Regions from separate parts of the Mus musculus genome. Here region 2 is linked to region 1. The links are chromatin contacts, called in public Hi-C maps. All regions are on one chromosome and are shown on one strand. The core of a region is the stretch at or near the end of the contact, and the rest is flanking DNA. Distances in the headings are between cores, read along the strand shown.

Evidence for each region. A called contact is a pair of places that touch in the nucleus more often than the background predicts.
Region 2: a contact with region 1 is called in a Hi-C map of bone marrow-derived macrophages, with 50 read pairs. The contact joins two enhancer-like sites. A contact is called at or near these places in 7 of 39 promoter capture datasets (the C10 cell line, embryonic stem cells, hippocampal neurons and 3 more), 4 of 15 datasets of contacts at CTCF or cohesin (the NIH/3T3 cell line, embryonic stem cells, large pre-B cells and 1 more), 133 of 484 Hi-C or Micro-C datasets (the 3T3-L1 cell line, 3T3-L1-derived adipocytes, the AML12 cell line and 79 more), 17 of 115 datasets of contacts at active chromatin or transcription factors (CD4 single positive thymocytes, the HPC-7 cell line, the NIH/3T3 cell line and 10 more) and 4 of 9 other capture datasets (adipose tissue, embryonic stem cells, liver and 1 more).

What each region holds. Positions count from the first base shown.
Region 1 is chr11:8,532,350-8,540,071 of GRCm38.p6, forward strand. Tns3 (tensin 3) reads right to left here. Exons shown (of 31, transcript NM_001083587.1): 10 at 5,654-5,737; 11 at 48-160. Among named protein-coding and RNA genes, the nearest start is that of Tns3, 130 kb to the right of the region's middle. Within about 2 kb of position 2,997, at least 7 of the 459 cell types and tissues checked have an H3K27ac peak or open chromatin away from gene starts, as enhancers often do. A contact at or near this core is called in bone marrow-derived macrophages, where this site is marked.
Region 2 is chr11:8,844,674-8,852,395 of GRCm38.p6, forward strand. Pkd1l1 (polycystic kidney disease protein 1-like 1) reads right to left here. Exons shown (of 52, transcript XM_017314870.1): 46 at 4,982-5,086; 47 at 4,245-4,385. Among named protein-coding and RNA genes, the nearest start is that of Gm36772, 49 kb to the left of the region's middle. Within about 2 kb of position 2,913, at least 36 of the 459 cell types and tissues checked have an H3K27ac peak or open chromatin away from gene starts, as enhancers often do. A contact at or near this core is called in bone marrow-derived macrophages, where this site is marked.

The sequences.
Region 1 (7,722 bases), core at 1,747-4,246:
CTGCTTGTTGAGGGCTCTCTCTAGTCTAGGCTGGGGAAGTCTCTCACCTCCTCCAGTGTCAAAGCTGGGGACACCATGCATGATGACGAAGTGTAGGAACAGAGGTGAGGTGTTCATCTTCATGGCTCCAGACAGTAGCCCGCTGAGAAACTGCACGTACCTGCAGGAGACAGCGGCTAAGACTCCACAGCCAATTCACAGCTGCTGAGTCTAGCGGCAGGCAGTACAGAATGGGAACTGCATCTGGAGATCCTGGGGACACCTTGTCCCACTGTATACAAGGAACAATTAATTATCATCCTATGCTTGTCATGGGGAGTCACTGCTTCACTGAGGCTCCGCCCACAGCTCTGAGAACTGCTGACGTCATCGTCATTTTTTGTTTGTTTGGTTGGTTGGTTGGTTGGTTTTTCGAAGACAGGGTTTCTCTGTATAGCTCTGGCTGTCCTGGAACTCACTTTGTAGACCAGGCTGGCCTCGAACTCAGAAATCCGCCTGCCTCTGCCTCCTGAGTGCTGGGATCTCTTTCACACATGGATGCTCACACCTTGGAGGTCTCCTCACCTGTTCCCAAGCCCATCACCAGCAAGGCCAGCATGGCAAACAGAGTGACATGGGGCATGCCAGCTGCTCATTCCACACACATGAGCCATGACGAGCAGCTGGTATCAATGGCCCCTAACCTCCTGCTCTCACACACACACACACACACACACACACACACACACACACCACACACAAACCACACACCACACACCACACACCACACACACATCTCCAAAGCACTCTCATCTCAGCTGAGGTTCACCCATGGCCACTCATATATACTGAAGATGTGAATTTTGCCATATGGACTCTGGCACTGACTTCAATTGTCCAAGCTGACTGTCACAGCCCTCCACATACATGTCAGTCAAGAGTGAGGTTTCTACGCTGTGTATGATCAAAGGTCCCTCATAAAGCAATGACCGGAGTATGAGCTGTACCCTTGCCACGGCCTGATGGTCCCCTGGCCTCCAGCATTCCTTCCTCTGCCCTCCCTGGCATAACTGTATCCTGCTCCCATGGAAGCCCTGAGGTAGCCAATGCCCTAAGGCCCAATCCTCACCAGAGCCTTCAAGATGTCTCTTGGGATCTGTCTGCTTTCTTGCCTTTCTCCAACAAAGTACTACACTCATTGCAAGAAGGAAGAAATGACCTGCTATCAAACTAATGGTCCATGCAGCGAGCAGGAAGCAGGAAGTGACATTCACCAAGCCCCTGGATGAACACAGTCAGTCATGGGCTCTACCTTAGAACAAAAACACTTCAAATGCCCACTGGAATGCAGACCGAGATCATGGTTAAACAGCTGAGTTGGAGGCAAAATAAACCAAACAGAAAACTTTTAGTGCTTTCCCAACTTAGAAACACCCTTATGGAAAGCTTTAATATAATCCACAAGCATTCCCTTCACTGTAGGGAAAACCCACAGTGACAGACAGGTGGTGACAGCATCCCACAGTTCCAGTGGCACATTGCTACATTGTTACAATGAAGGCAAAACTTCCCAAGTGACAGAAGCCTGGTGTCCTTCCCCAGAAACTCAGGTAAGCAGGCCATGGGTGTCCAGCCCCAGGAGTTTACTCTGACTGCAAAGGTTCCGAGCCTCCTATAGAGAAGTGCAGGATGGGAGAACCAGCTTGTGACCCGTCAGCTGCGCTCTGTACACAGCAGAGCTCATCAGTCCCCTTGGGTGGGTGGCCTTGAGCAAAGGTAATGGACTTACACACAAGGCCTGGGTAGAATACCGAAGACCCTACTTAAGATAGCTCTGCCCTCTTCCCAGCTCTGGGCAATCCTGGACACTAGGAAATGTATGTCCTTATCTTTCCTGTGAAGGGACTCTGTGGTAATCCAGACCTGCTGTGGGTGGCTCTTCCATGACTCCCTCAAATAAGACAGACCTTCACACAGAGGGACTTGGAAGTTCAAGGGCTCTGTGTTGGTAATGGTCACTTCCTTCTCCGATGCACATCCAACATTTCCTCAGACATGGCAAATCCTATGTGGCTCTGCAACCTGAAGATTTGTGACTCCCACTCTCTGTTTTGTTTTGGTTTTCTTTTTTTTTGGGGGGGGGGGTTGAGACAGGGTTTCTCTGTGTAGCCCTGGCTGTCCTGAAACTCACTCTGTAGACCAGGCTGGCCTCGAACTCAGAAATCCGCCTGCCTCTGCCTCTGCCTCCCAAGTGCTGGGATTAAAGTTGTGCACCACCACCGCCCAACTGACTCCCACTCTCTTTATGAGACACTCTTCAGGGATCTGAGACTTCTCCCTGCCCAGAGGCCACCAGCTCCTAACAATACTACAGGTGGGAGGCTTTCATGATGTCGGTTGACTCTCTGGGATTGCTATCCCAAGTGTTTTTTGGTTTGGTGTCCCCTGTCCCCACTCCCAGGCATGGTAACATACCTGTGATCCCAGCACTACAGAAACAGAGGCAGAAAAATCACAGGTTTAAGATTATCTCAGGCTACACAAGACCCTCCCTAAAAAATAAATAACTAAATAAAATAAAAACAAAAAGAAAAAGCAGTACGCCTTCCATTGTACAGCAACAGCTAGTAACAGCAGAAGTGTGCTTCTACACAAGCTTGCTCATGAGGAAGCTGTGACAGAGTCACTCAAGGACCAGGTCTCAGTCTTCCTCATTGAAACTTACTCTTAATGACTGTCATCTTCCCAGCCGCCCACTAGGGGGTGCTCAGCTCACAGTGGACCCACGCAAAGAGAACCCACAGTAAGAACGTCTACACAGGTTCTAAGTCCAAGGTTTCAACCAGGTATACACACACAAACACACACACACACACACACACACACACACACACACACACACACACACACACACACACACACACTCACACTCACACTCACACAGGTTAGAGGCATTTAGGATAAAGGAGATTAGAACTATATACAACTAGAGAATATGCCCTGTGGCCTGAGAGATGGACATGGTTCAGGCTACCATGAATGGCTTTTCTGTGGGTTCAGGCCTCATGCATGAGTAGTCCCTGAGATAGGGAGACAGAGACAGGGGGATCCCTGGGACTCTATACTTAGGCTGCAGGTCAGTGAGAGGTCCTTCTCCAAATAACCAAGGTGGATGGCACCTGAGGAATGACACCCAAGGTTGACCTCTGACCTCCATTAATTGTTTGAGCTACCTTGAAGATGGAAAGAACTAGGTAAGTGGGTGGTACTGAGAGGTGGGGGATCAGAAAGCTGCACCCAAGTCGTGACTGAAGATTATATGCTCAGAAAATAGTGGGAAAGGGGAGGGAGCTCCAGGATTTCAGGGCACAGGCTGACCCTGCTTTCCCTCAAGAATACCACTTGTCAAGACACATCTTGACCACTGCACGGCAGAGGGTGTGGTTTGGGGGACTGTCCTTATTCTTATGTCCTGGAGGATAAGAACCCCGATCTTTACCTGAGACGTGCAGGTTCTATCTGGGGTTGCTACCCCATGTGTCCCTAATGATTCCCTATGCAGTACAACTGGGGCAGTGTAACAGCTAGGCGCTCAGTGTTCAGTGTAACAGCTAGGCATTCCGTATACGCTGTGTTCAGTGTTATATGGAACCTAGAAGGTTTAGAGTGGATGGACAGTCAGCTGCAAAGAAGAAAGGAAAGTGGATGAACTGAAGACCATCATGGTAATATGTCTTCTCTCATATGTGAACCTAGATTTCACGTATGTGTACACACACACAACTGTCTGGGGGAAGAAAGAGGACCAGTGGGAAGAGGATAAGAGGTATAAATATAAGAATAATGCATAATACACATCTATCAAATGTTATAATGAAATCTATTATTTTATACACTAATAAAAATTTGAAAACGCACAGGGTACACAACACAAAAGAATACACATCAGCTCTACACAAATTCCAGGCCATTTTATGTAAGGGCCTTGAGCATCTGCAGGTTATAGGTAGGCTCTAGATCCAGTCCTCTTTGGAAGGTCCTGGTGATGCCTTCTTTTTCCATGGTTGCTTAAAATGTTGAGACAGCCACAAGTCCTAAATTTCTCCCTCATCCTCAATAGACTTAACTGTGATCTTTACTTTGAAATAATTTCTGCACTTTGGTCCTAACATAACCTGCAGAACAGCAGCCCTGCCCACAGGCATTCAGAAAACAGTGGGATGCACAGCCCATGAATGCAATCGTCACCTTCTCCTGGTCTCTCCCATGTTTCCTGAGGTTTATTTATCCCAGTTGCTAGACCACTCAATAATTATTTGGTTTGTGTCTTCTAATGCAGGCACCAGGCAAGCTGGCAAGAAAAGAGGCAGAAAGAAGGCAGCCCTAATCTCAAGGGCAGAGCAGTGAACTGGAATGCAAACTTGAACCCTGCTGAGCTGGAAGCACTTTAAAATGAGATGTTTTCCCTCTTTCTCCTTCACACTTCCCAGTATCACTAGAAGCTATCCCTTCTATAAGTAGTGAGCCCTGGCGGCCACACCTGCCTGCTGAGTCCTTGCATTTGTGGGAGTTGCATCTTGTTTGCACCTCAGCTTCTGTGCAGGTCTTAGGAATGTTGCCATTTTGGAAACTGCTCAGTGGAAAAATAATAGTTCATGGGTTCATAACCGAACAGGGGCTGCTCGAGTGGAATAAATCACCATAATATACTCAAGTCTGGAAAAGCTGCTTCCCTGTCAGGGCCTGTTGCTAAAACAGACCATACCCTGGCTCCAACCCACGGTCCCAAAATGTAGCCCACATTCTTTCAAACCGAAAACTGTCTGAGTGAGCCCAGACCACTGGAATCATCGTGTCTGCTGGCCCAGCGGCATTTGTATTAGAGAAAGCAGATGGAAAGGATCAACACTCACAGACAAAGGTTTGGGGCTAAAACAAAATCTTATCTCCAAGCTGGGGGCCATTTTACAGCTGCCTTCAGAATTCTTGGACAAATTCTGAAGTTAAGACAAAACTACAATGCAATTATGTGAGTGCCTCAAAAAGAGAAAGCCCTGTTCTCTGACTGCTACACTCCAACATTTCAGGGGCTACTATGTGTTGCAGCCAGAACAGGCTGGCAGGGAACAGCCAAGAGAAATTCTCTCCAGCTTCAACAAGCTGACACTGTAGAATAGAAGTCAGCCTATGATGATCTGATACCCCACGCTTGTCAATAAAGCTTAACTAGAACACAATCAGGCTGATTCATTTCCATACTAGATATGTCTCTAACATTGATGTTAGAACACTGGTGAGCTAAAACCACAGTCTGAAACATCCACCCTCTAGTCTCTCTACCAAGCCCCCTGATCCCTGTTCTAGCAGACAGAAATGAGTTCAACATGGCTGGCTGTAGACAGCAAAGCTCACTATCTGAAGGAGACAAGGATTCTCAGGGCTGAACTGAGCTGTGGCTCTGTGTCTTCCTCTCTGGGAATGAGCCACGGGTGAGAGCACACAGGTTCTTACCAGACACGAGGCTTTTACTAAACACGTAGGCCTATGAGACTCATATCCTTGCCTTGGGAACCAGCAAAGCCCTCCCTCATACTCTTAGGTAAGACACAATGGTTGTGCAGAGAGAAGTTGTCAGAGAATATTCATCTGGCCCCAAGGATAGATAGATACATACCGCTTCTGGGAGGGCTCCATTAAAGCTGAAATTTTGTCATCATAAAACTTCTTCATTGCAAACCTGTCCAGTGCCTGGTCAGCACTGGGGAAGCAGGGAGGGAGAGAGAGGGGTGAGAAGAATAAGTAAGTATGTCAGGTCAGTGGTATGCCCAGCCCCTCATGGATGAATGACTGGGGTGCACATCCTACGTCGGTCAGTGACCTTCTTCCACAAGGAGCTGTACCTGTCCATGCACCGTCTTTCTGCATGAGTGCACTCAGTTCAAAGCAGGAGCCATGCTGAACTCCTGTCTGAACTACATTATCTAAGGGTGTGATACTTAGATGTACCACTGTCTCACAGGGAGAGGAATGGGCTGCAGGCCCCAGCCGCAGGACCCTTCGGAAAAAGCCTAGAATGTGCACAGAAGGAAGGAAGTCTTGGAAGTATAATATGTGACACTGCTAAGCAGCTTCAAAGAAAGCCTGGAGTTGAGAACGGGGCAGGGTTGGTGGCTGGGAAGGGTGTGTAGGGCCTTGGGCTTCATGTAACTTCACAGAAAGTCAATCTACTTTCTAACAGCCTACCTGACCTTCAGACACCAGCCCCAATGTTCAGAGTAGAATTTACAGACCCTTCTGGGAAACCTCACTGTGGGGCATCCTAGGGTCACTGAGCTGCCTAAAACCATGAAATAAGACTTACTGAAAACAAAGGTATCTTTTAAAATCTCATAGGCAGCCAGACACAGTGGTACGTGCCTTTAATCGAAGCACTCGGAGGGCAGAGGCAGGCAAAGGTCTGAGTTCTAGGCCAGGTGGGTCTACACAGTGAGACCCTGTCTCAAAAAACAAACAAACAATAACAAATCAGATAGGTAGAAAAGTTCTCCATTGGGAAAAAAAAATGACATGTTTAGGAATTCTGAACATAACATTTTCAAAATATATGCAAAAATAAGAAGGACAAAGGAAAACACTCTAAATTAAGTCCAGTGTGAGTGACCACTGACTTCACCCCATGTGTTTGTCTCAACACAGGGCTTGGCCAGTGAGGCTGTCACAGACGGAGGAGGGTCCATCTGAGCCCAGAACGTGTCAAAGAGTAAGTGCATAGGTCTTTCAGGTTAGAAGACACAGTTTCATATCTAGTCTTTGACTGCTAGGCACTGTCTTTTCTGTGATCCCATCATTTGAGTAACTGCTGGGGAAGCAACCTAGCCAGTGTTAATGCTCATGGGTCACAGGATGCTTAGTGCTCTCGTAATGAGTTCTGGCTTCGTCTTCTAAACTCTTCAGAGTGCCTAGAACAAAAATGTGTTCTCTCTCTCTCTCTCTCTCTCTCTCTCTTTCTCTCTCTCTCTCTCTCTCTCTCTCTGTAACCTGCAGTTTCTGTTTGGGTTACTTGTCATTTGTGACACTTAAAATCAGGTGTGTCCCCTGTGGTGTCTAAAATATAACCTAAGGGGATAGGAAGATTCAGACACGTGGGAAAGCAGCACTTCTGGGTGCGAAAGAAAAGGGAAAGCAACCTGGCTAGGAAGATCTAGCAAATGCCTAGATAAGTAATGACCACGCCCACGGATTGCAGAGCCATACAGGGGGGTGCTTCCAAGATGGGATGTCCACCCACTTAACTGGAAAAGAACACTCTGACCTCTACTAAACAGCAATATTAGCTCAGACCCCAGTATGATGCTATAGGAAATGCTCTAGGGCTAGAGACATGCAGAATGGTCACAGCACAAGAAGGCTCAGCTACAGCTGCCACCGTCCAGGGAAGGACAGGCAGCTGAGGCCCAGAGAGACTCACGAATGCTTCCTGACATTTGCTTGTGGTGTACCAACACAGGGAGAGCAGGGTTTTACCATTTGGGGGATATGCTTTGGTGAACAAAGCTGGCTCCTCAGATGCAGTTGAAGAAATTTCTCTAAACTATGAAGGGCAGCGATGCTCACTCGGGTGGTCTGTACTAAGAAACAACTGGGCCAAATGTGGTCTCCAACCACATTCCTTTTACATAACTGAGGGGCCAACGTGCCTGGGAATCTGGATGTGTCGGGCACACACACGATGCTTATTCAAAC
Region 2 (7,722 bases), core at 1,663-4,162, 310 kb after region 1:
AAGAACACAGCAGTTCAGTGAATCCTGCCAATGATCTTAGGAGGCGGAGACACGGGCACACACCTGTGAGCCGTGCTGAAACACGGGCTCGTTTAAGGAATTGTTCAGACCACAGGTATCCCAGGGACACCAAGTGACAGTGTCTGCAGAGGAGAACAAGTCAGAAACAGGTTTCAGAATACATAAGATGTCTTCAGGAGGGCAGGTTGGTTGAGATAGGCAGAACAGGTCTGGCTGTTTCCCCTCTGAGGCCCAGCACATTGTGCTGTCAGGGCAGGGCCATGGCAGCAGTGACAGGTTGTACTCTTTCTGTCAGACGTTAGCAGTGCTTTCCTTGAAGATATAACTAGAAGGGCTCCCACATTATAGCTCTGGAGTCTCTGGCGCAGATAAACAAAGTGGCAGGACGAAAGATGCATAGCAGAATGCCCAGGGGCACACTCCAGAGCTGAGGTCCAACACAGGTACTCACAACCCCCGGGGTCCCTCGGAAGCTGGCAACTAATGCTGAGAGAAATGCTTTCTCTAAGGAGGCCTGACCTCCTCTCCCCAGCAGAAAGAAAGAAGTGAACGCCAAGTGCTTGAGTAAGCTAGAAAGTGACCAAGAGAGCAAAGGACCAAGGTTTCAGTGTGTCTGTAAGAACTGAGACGTGGGGGGAAGTTGTGAGAGGCTAGCACACCTGTGGTCCCTATGAATCAGTAAGATGGGGGAGGACACAACAGGCATGATTGACACCATAGCCAGTCCTGGAGAGGAGATACAATGTGAGACTAGGTAGAACTACATTTTCTGGTGGCGGTGACTTAACAGGTGAAATTAAGCAAGGAGATTTATGCATTTTATTTAGACCAACATATATAAAAAATAGTATGTGCATTCAGCGCAAGTAGAGATGTTTACAGATTGAATTTATTAAATTCAACAAGTATTTTATATTTATAGCACATCTCAATTTGAGCTGACCATACTTCTTTCTCTATACTCTTAGGAGGTAAGTGACCATGACATTGGAGAGCACACCTATGACCTCCCTAGGGACTCCTTTCTTGTCTATATCTGATTGGTAGGCTACCAGAAATCCTTCTTAACTGTTTTCATTATCATATTTATTTATAGGATACATATCATGTGCCTAGAGGGATATGCATATATCTTCTTCTTCTCTCTTATCCTAGAAAACACCTTAAATTTTACAACATGTATTTCAAACTTGAGAAAGCTTGTTACACTTGTACAGTTAAATAAGAGCTGAGGCTGAGGCTGTAGGCTTCAGCTACAAGCTCATCTGGTCTAAGACAGTGACAGGCCTCTCAGCCATCACAGCTTACTACTCAGGTACCTGGCTATAAGGTCAGAGGCTGTTACCAGTGCTGTTTCTGAGTGGACTGTGATGCTCGCTCTCTTGGAGCATGAGTGGGGTCATTTGTGGTATACATGGGTCACCATGACCTGTTTTACTAGATAGTATGTTACTTGATGGATAGATGTCTCTGTGAAATATGCTTGGCATACCTGTGGTCACTTCAAGACAACAAGATGAAGCTATGCTTGGGAAAAACAGAGATGATTGAGACTGTAGTCAGCACTGGCAAGGCGAAATACAATGTGAGCTCTGGGCAGAACTGTAAATTTAATGATAGCTGCAATTTAGTTGGCAAAAATAAGCAGGGAAATTTACTTTGTGTTTTATTTAGACCAATATATGTAAAATAATATATTCAGCAGAAAATAGAAATTTGCATACCAAACTTAGCCTCATGGAGTGTTAGAGGTACCCAGCTTTGACCAGTTTGAGCTGTACCACAGGCACTGTGTGTGAAAAGAATAATTGGTTTTCTAGTGGTTGGGACAAATGATGCAGGACCAGAGAGTGTCAGGCAGGACAAAGCTTTACCAGGACAGCTCTACTCAAGAGCTAAGTGAAGGCCCAGAAATTGGTACCTGGCTGTAATAGAATCCCTAGGGAAGAGGAAGTCATCCCAGGCAAGATTCTGGCAGCAGCAAACATGATGAGAAAGATAGCACACTATGAAGAAGGAAGGCTAAGAAAGGTGAACCCATTTCAGAGACCCAGTGCTCACTAAGAGTGTGCTGACAGATTCCCATGTCTCCTCACTACATGCCTAGAAGAGCTGCTCTGCCCACCTCAGTGAGAAGAGCATCCTATAGAGAGTTTCAGGAAAGCCAGCCCAGTGGGCTTTCAACACAGGCAAGGAAACTCTAGGCTCTAATGGCATCAGAATCCAGAGAATGTATAGCTGTGGTCGAAGGGCAGAGTAGACAGTGAGCTGAAGCTCCCTGGCAGAAAAGAAATGCAGATGACTATAGACACACAGGAAAGGTAGACCAGAACGCCTACCAGTGATGAGACAGTAAGGCCCCATGCTGATGCTGGGGAACAGTAGGGAACAAACTGGTAAACTTCCTTCCTAGTGCTTCTGGTCTTTTGGTGTATGAGAGAGAACCAAGTAATAGTGTAGCACACACATCTCAGTAGATGCAAAGTCCTTGTAAGAGGGCCCTAGGGTGGCTGAGAACAAAACATCCCAAGACAAAGAGAAGCCATTTGGAACAGTGTGAGCTCTGATCCTGTCTGTCTAAAAACAGCGAGTCTTCAAACACCAAAGCCTATGGAGCCCCAGGAAGCTACTCTCAAGGTTCTCCCAGCTGTGAATAATGTCTCTCCACACAGACTAAATTCTAGTTCTTTGGGGCAGCTTTGCTGAGCCTTGGAAGATGGGCTTACTATGACTTCTAGCCTTCCATTGCCCCAGCCTCCTGCCTCTGTAGGAAAAAAAGGATGCGTGTCTTGATTTTTGTGATTGCCACACTAGATTCCTACAAGTTGTGGAAATTACAATCTAAGATGTAGAAGTGTCTGGAATCCTTCTGCTCCTGGTGCTCAACACAGGATGGCCTTTGCTGCTCTCTGTGCATGGATCAACAATGTGCACAATGAATGTGTTTCACAGTACCATGGAGGCAAGGACCCGGCTCAGTAAGGGAGTGCCAGCTGCTCATGATGTGAAGATATCTACCTGGTTTGTGCCTAGCCTTGCCACTCATGGGTGCCTATGGAGCTCAACACCCCTGAGTAGGAAGTATAGCCTCAGGGCTTCCCTTATGCAAGTGCTCCGTTCCTTGGCTGGGGTGGGAGGGGCAGGGCTGACTCATGAAGTCACAGTTCTAGTGACAACTACAATGGGGAGAGGATAGTTATTTTTGTCTTTCAGGAAGAATCTGCTTAGAACACTCAAAGCACATCTTCCCCCAAGACTGAAGAGTCTCTGATGTCTCCATAGCTTGGCCACTCTGGCTACAGAAAGGTCCTTCCACTCTCTGGGCCTTTAGTTTCCCCAGCTGCAGTGGTTACGTTAGGAACAGTCTTGTGTTTCTGCCCCAAGGTTTGCCCAGATTATAGAGGGTGGGAAGGCAGAGGAGAAGATGGGTAGGAGTTGATATGACCTCTGAGGAGACAGGAACAAGAGTGGTACCACTTATCCAGGAAAGGAAGGGTGGAGCTGTGGTAGAGGAAGACCACCAGCCTTGTGCCCTCTAAGGCTCCCCACACAACAGAAAGGAGAACTGGGTCCAGGGTGCTTCATACAAGTAGGCAGAGTGAAGTTAAAGAGAGGAGGTAGAGCTGGGAACACTGTAGTTAGAGGGGAACAAGTCCCCCTTCTTTTTGGGTTGTTCCAGGAGCAGCTTGCCCAGGGTGTAAGGGTACTCTAGGTATGGAATGGCTCTGGGTCACTGACAGATCTCAAGGTATGTAGAAAAGAAGCTTAGAGAATCTGTGGGGTAGAGATACAGGGTCTTAGAGAGGGTATTTCTCCCTTTCATGACCCCTGTTTCTTTCCCTGAGTCTCATGGTGATCACTTATTGGAAACATCTCTGTCTAAGACCATCACCAGCTAGAAAGAGAGGACACATGATGTGTCTATGCATCATGTTAGTGCCAGCCTCCTTACTGTAATTGATGTTGGCTGACACCTGCTTCCTCACGCTGCTGTAAGTCCATGAGTTCTACTTCACACAGCAGGCATGGAGGCCCAACGAGTGGTCATGTGGGATGGTCTTCAAATCTCACTACTCTCAGTACCACTGTCTGTGAGCATACAGCAAAATTCTACAGAACACATTCATCACCTTGATCCCTCTTGTCCTTGTGTGACAGATGCCATAGAACAATAACAGCTGTGGCCTCTTTCTGGGTAGCCCTGAGTCTCCTATTGTATGTACCTGATGCCATGACACCATCAGGCCGATGTCCACAAGCCTCTGATAAAGTCCTTTGTGGAACTGGTCGGTGATGTTCACAGCAAGAGTAGTGAGGTGACCAGAGGCTGCATAGTAGGCTATTGCTACTCCAACCATAGAGAGCTGCAAGACGAGAAGAAAGGTCCTTCAGTTGGCCAAGGGAAGCCTCAGCATCCCTGACACTCTGGTGACAAGTTGACTGTCAAACATGAAGTTGGTGGTTGAGGAGACGACTCATTTGGTAAAGGGTAATCACATGCCTGTAATCTTCATGTGGGGGAGACTGAGGCACGTCACTTCCTGGGCTCACCAGTCAGCTAGCCTATTCTACTCAGTGATTCCCACACCAGGGAGAGAAGATGTCTTACAAAACAAAACGATGAATACTCTCTGAGAAACAACACCCAGGGTTGTCCCCTGGCCTCCTTGTATTTATGCACCAAAACACATGTGAACACACACACACACACACACACACACACACACACACACATACACACGCACGCACGCACGCACGCACCACCACCACCACCACCACCAGTTGTCAGGGAAACCTGATTTCAAACGCTATTCTGCCTCTGCACTACAGTGGAGTAACCACAGTGACATTGGAAGGAGTTAGTATTTATAAGATTTCCCGATAAAAGTACTTTTCCTTTCAGATAGAAATACTTTAGCGTCATTGTTCTCCATAATGAAGACTACATTGGAGAGGTTACCTCCAGCCAGTGTCTTGGTTTTCTCCAGTAGCTGAGGATGCCCTTGGTTGTCATCCCCCAGAGCTGGAAACAGAGGTGGATCACGTTGAGTACCAGGAACAGCAGCTGAGAGGGGACAGAAATAAGTGAGACAATAGAAGGTTCAGCTGGGTTGTTTGCTCAAGGTCTAAATTTCTGGCTGGTGCCTTTGCCCAGCCAGTAGACATAGTGCAAGCCTCTCTCTGTCTCAGCAGCATTTGATGTCAAACTAGCCCTGCAGTAGACATCTAGGCAGCTTAGTCTCACTTCACCCTAAGCTCTCTCAGAGACCCAATTCCATGCAAAATATCAAGGCCTGCTATTGACCCTACAGGCCCAGTAATAAGGCATTTGGGCATCCACTGACACTACCAGCTTACCATGCCTGCCTTGTCCATTCTCTATGTCTTTGGGAGCTGTGTGCATTAGGCCTTGTAGGTCCACCCTTAACAAACTGTAAACATAATGAGAACCAAGTTGGCTTTGAGTACTAAGGGAGGGTGTGAAAGAGTGGTATTGTACCACGTCATACCAGAGACTGCCTCTCTGTTACAGTGGGGACCACAGTGAATTAGCAAGTATTTATAAAACTTCCTGAAAAAAGTCTTTCCCTTTCAAATAGAAATACTTTAGTGTTATTTTTCTCCATACAGAAGACTACAGCAGAGAAGTTACCTCCAGTTAGTTTTTCTGTTTTCTCTATAGTGTAGAGCCAAAGAAAAGAGCAGGGAACTGACCTGGTCTTTGAAACTCTTGACATTTATCCAACATGACTTCATTATTTGGTGTGACTCCTGATATTTTAAGATAGTGCACTAGAATACTATTTAGCTTGTTTTTTTGACTGTTATTTATTTACTTACTTATGGTGCTTAAGGCATGAGCCTCTCTTATCTCAAACTCTTATCAGTGTCCACACCTCTGCTTTATACTTATCCTCCATTCTAGTCTCTAACAGTCCCTAGACTTCTTTCCCTTCCTGAAGCCAAGCAGATTTGACTTGTCCAACCAGCAGGTCACATTTCCTTCCTTCTGAAAGGAACATGAAATGAGAAGATACAAACCCAGTGGCATACAGTGGAGGGTGGCTGCTGAGGCTTTTGATGGTTCAATGAAGATGTGAACTGCTGGTACCTAGTACTGTGGACTACAGGGGCTGGTATCCTCAAATTAATATTTGGTATCCCAAGCCCCATGGTTTCTGTATTTGTAGGCATGCCTCGATGGAAAGGCTAAATGCAGGCATGGGGATGCTTCTGCTTCTGAAATATTGGGGTTTATATACGTACTGAAGCCGAAAGCACACATACTTTCTCTTTGTTCACAGGCACAGAAAAGGAGCCAGGCTGTGTGACACAATAAGTCAATGACAGAGAGAAAGTGGGTTTCCACCATCCAGGGAGTGAGTTTTCACTACAGCCCAGCTCTCCTGGCACCTTGATCTTAGGCTTGTAGCTACTGGGTCTTTGGAAACCGATGCCTGTTATTTAAGCCAACCAGCCATTGAACACTATGTGATCCTGTTTGCCTGAGGGATATGTGGCTGTTCCCTGGTGGCTGCTTGAAATTTCAATAATACCAAACTCTATTAATACTCCAACTTTATTATAAAATACATAGCCAGTGGTGGTAAAGCTTAATTTCTACATCTGGCATAGTAACTGAATAACAGTACTAATCAATAATAAAATAGAGCAGTTATAACAATATACTGTAATTACACCACAATACACTATTAGGTTGTTTAAGATGTAGGCATTATTTACTTCTGGAACATTCTGTTTCATATTTTCAGATCATGGTTGACTATAGAAAGTTAAATGTTCAGACCTCTGTGCACCTTCCCTGCCGGAGGAGAATCAGCCTCCAGGGAGGGCTTGGACCCTGGGACTCAGGTGAGATTGCCATCTTGTATCCTGGGTCTCTCAGAGACCAGTCTGTGCAGGAGAGCGCGTGGACTGCAGAAGCAACAGAGCTTCTTGGACAGGGTCCCTTTGGGCCTTCATCCTCAGCCAGGAGGCAGAGCTGAGACCCAGACTTCTGTTCACCTTCCCTGCCAGAGGAGAGCTTGCCTGCAGAGAGTGCTTTGACCACTGGGATTGAGGAGAGAGTTGGACTCTCAGGAGTGCTGACAGAGGCTAACAGAATCACAGGAGGAACAAGCTCCAGCCAGAGACAGCTAGAATATCTAACACCAGAGATTACCAGATGGTGAAAGGCAAATGTAATAATCTTACTAACAGAAACCAAGACCACTCAGCATCATCAGAACCCAGTACTCCCACCACAGCAAGTCCTGGATATCCCAACACACCTGAAAAGCAAGATTCAGATTTAAAATCATATCTTATCATGCTGATAGAGGATTTTAAGAAGGGCATTAATAACTCACTTAAAGAAATACAGGACAACACTGCTAAACAGGTAGAAGTCCTTAAAGAGGAAGCACAAAAATCCCTTAAAGAATTACAGGAAAACACAACTAAATAGGTGATGGAATTGAACAAAACCATCCAAGATCTAAAAATGGAAGTAGAAACAATAAAGAAAACCCAAGGGGAGACAACTCTGGAGATAGAAATCAGGAACCATAGATGTGAGCATCACAAGCACAATACCAGAGATGGAAGAGAGAATCTCAGGTGCAGAAGATTCCATAGAAAACACAGACACAACAATCAAAGAAAATGCAAAATGCAAAAAGATCCTAACTCAAAACATCC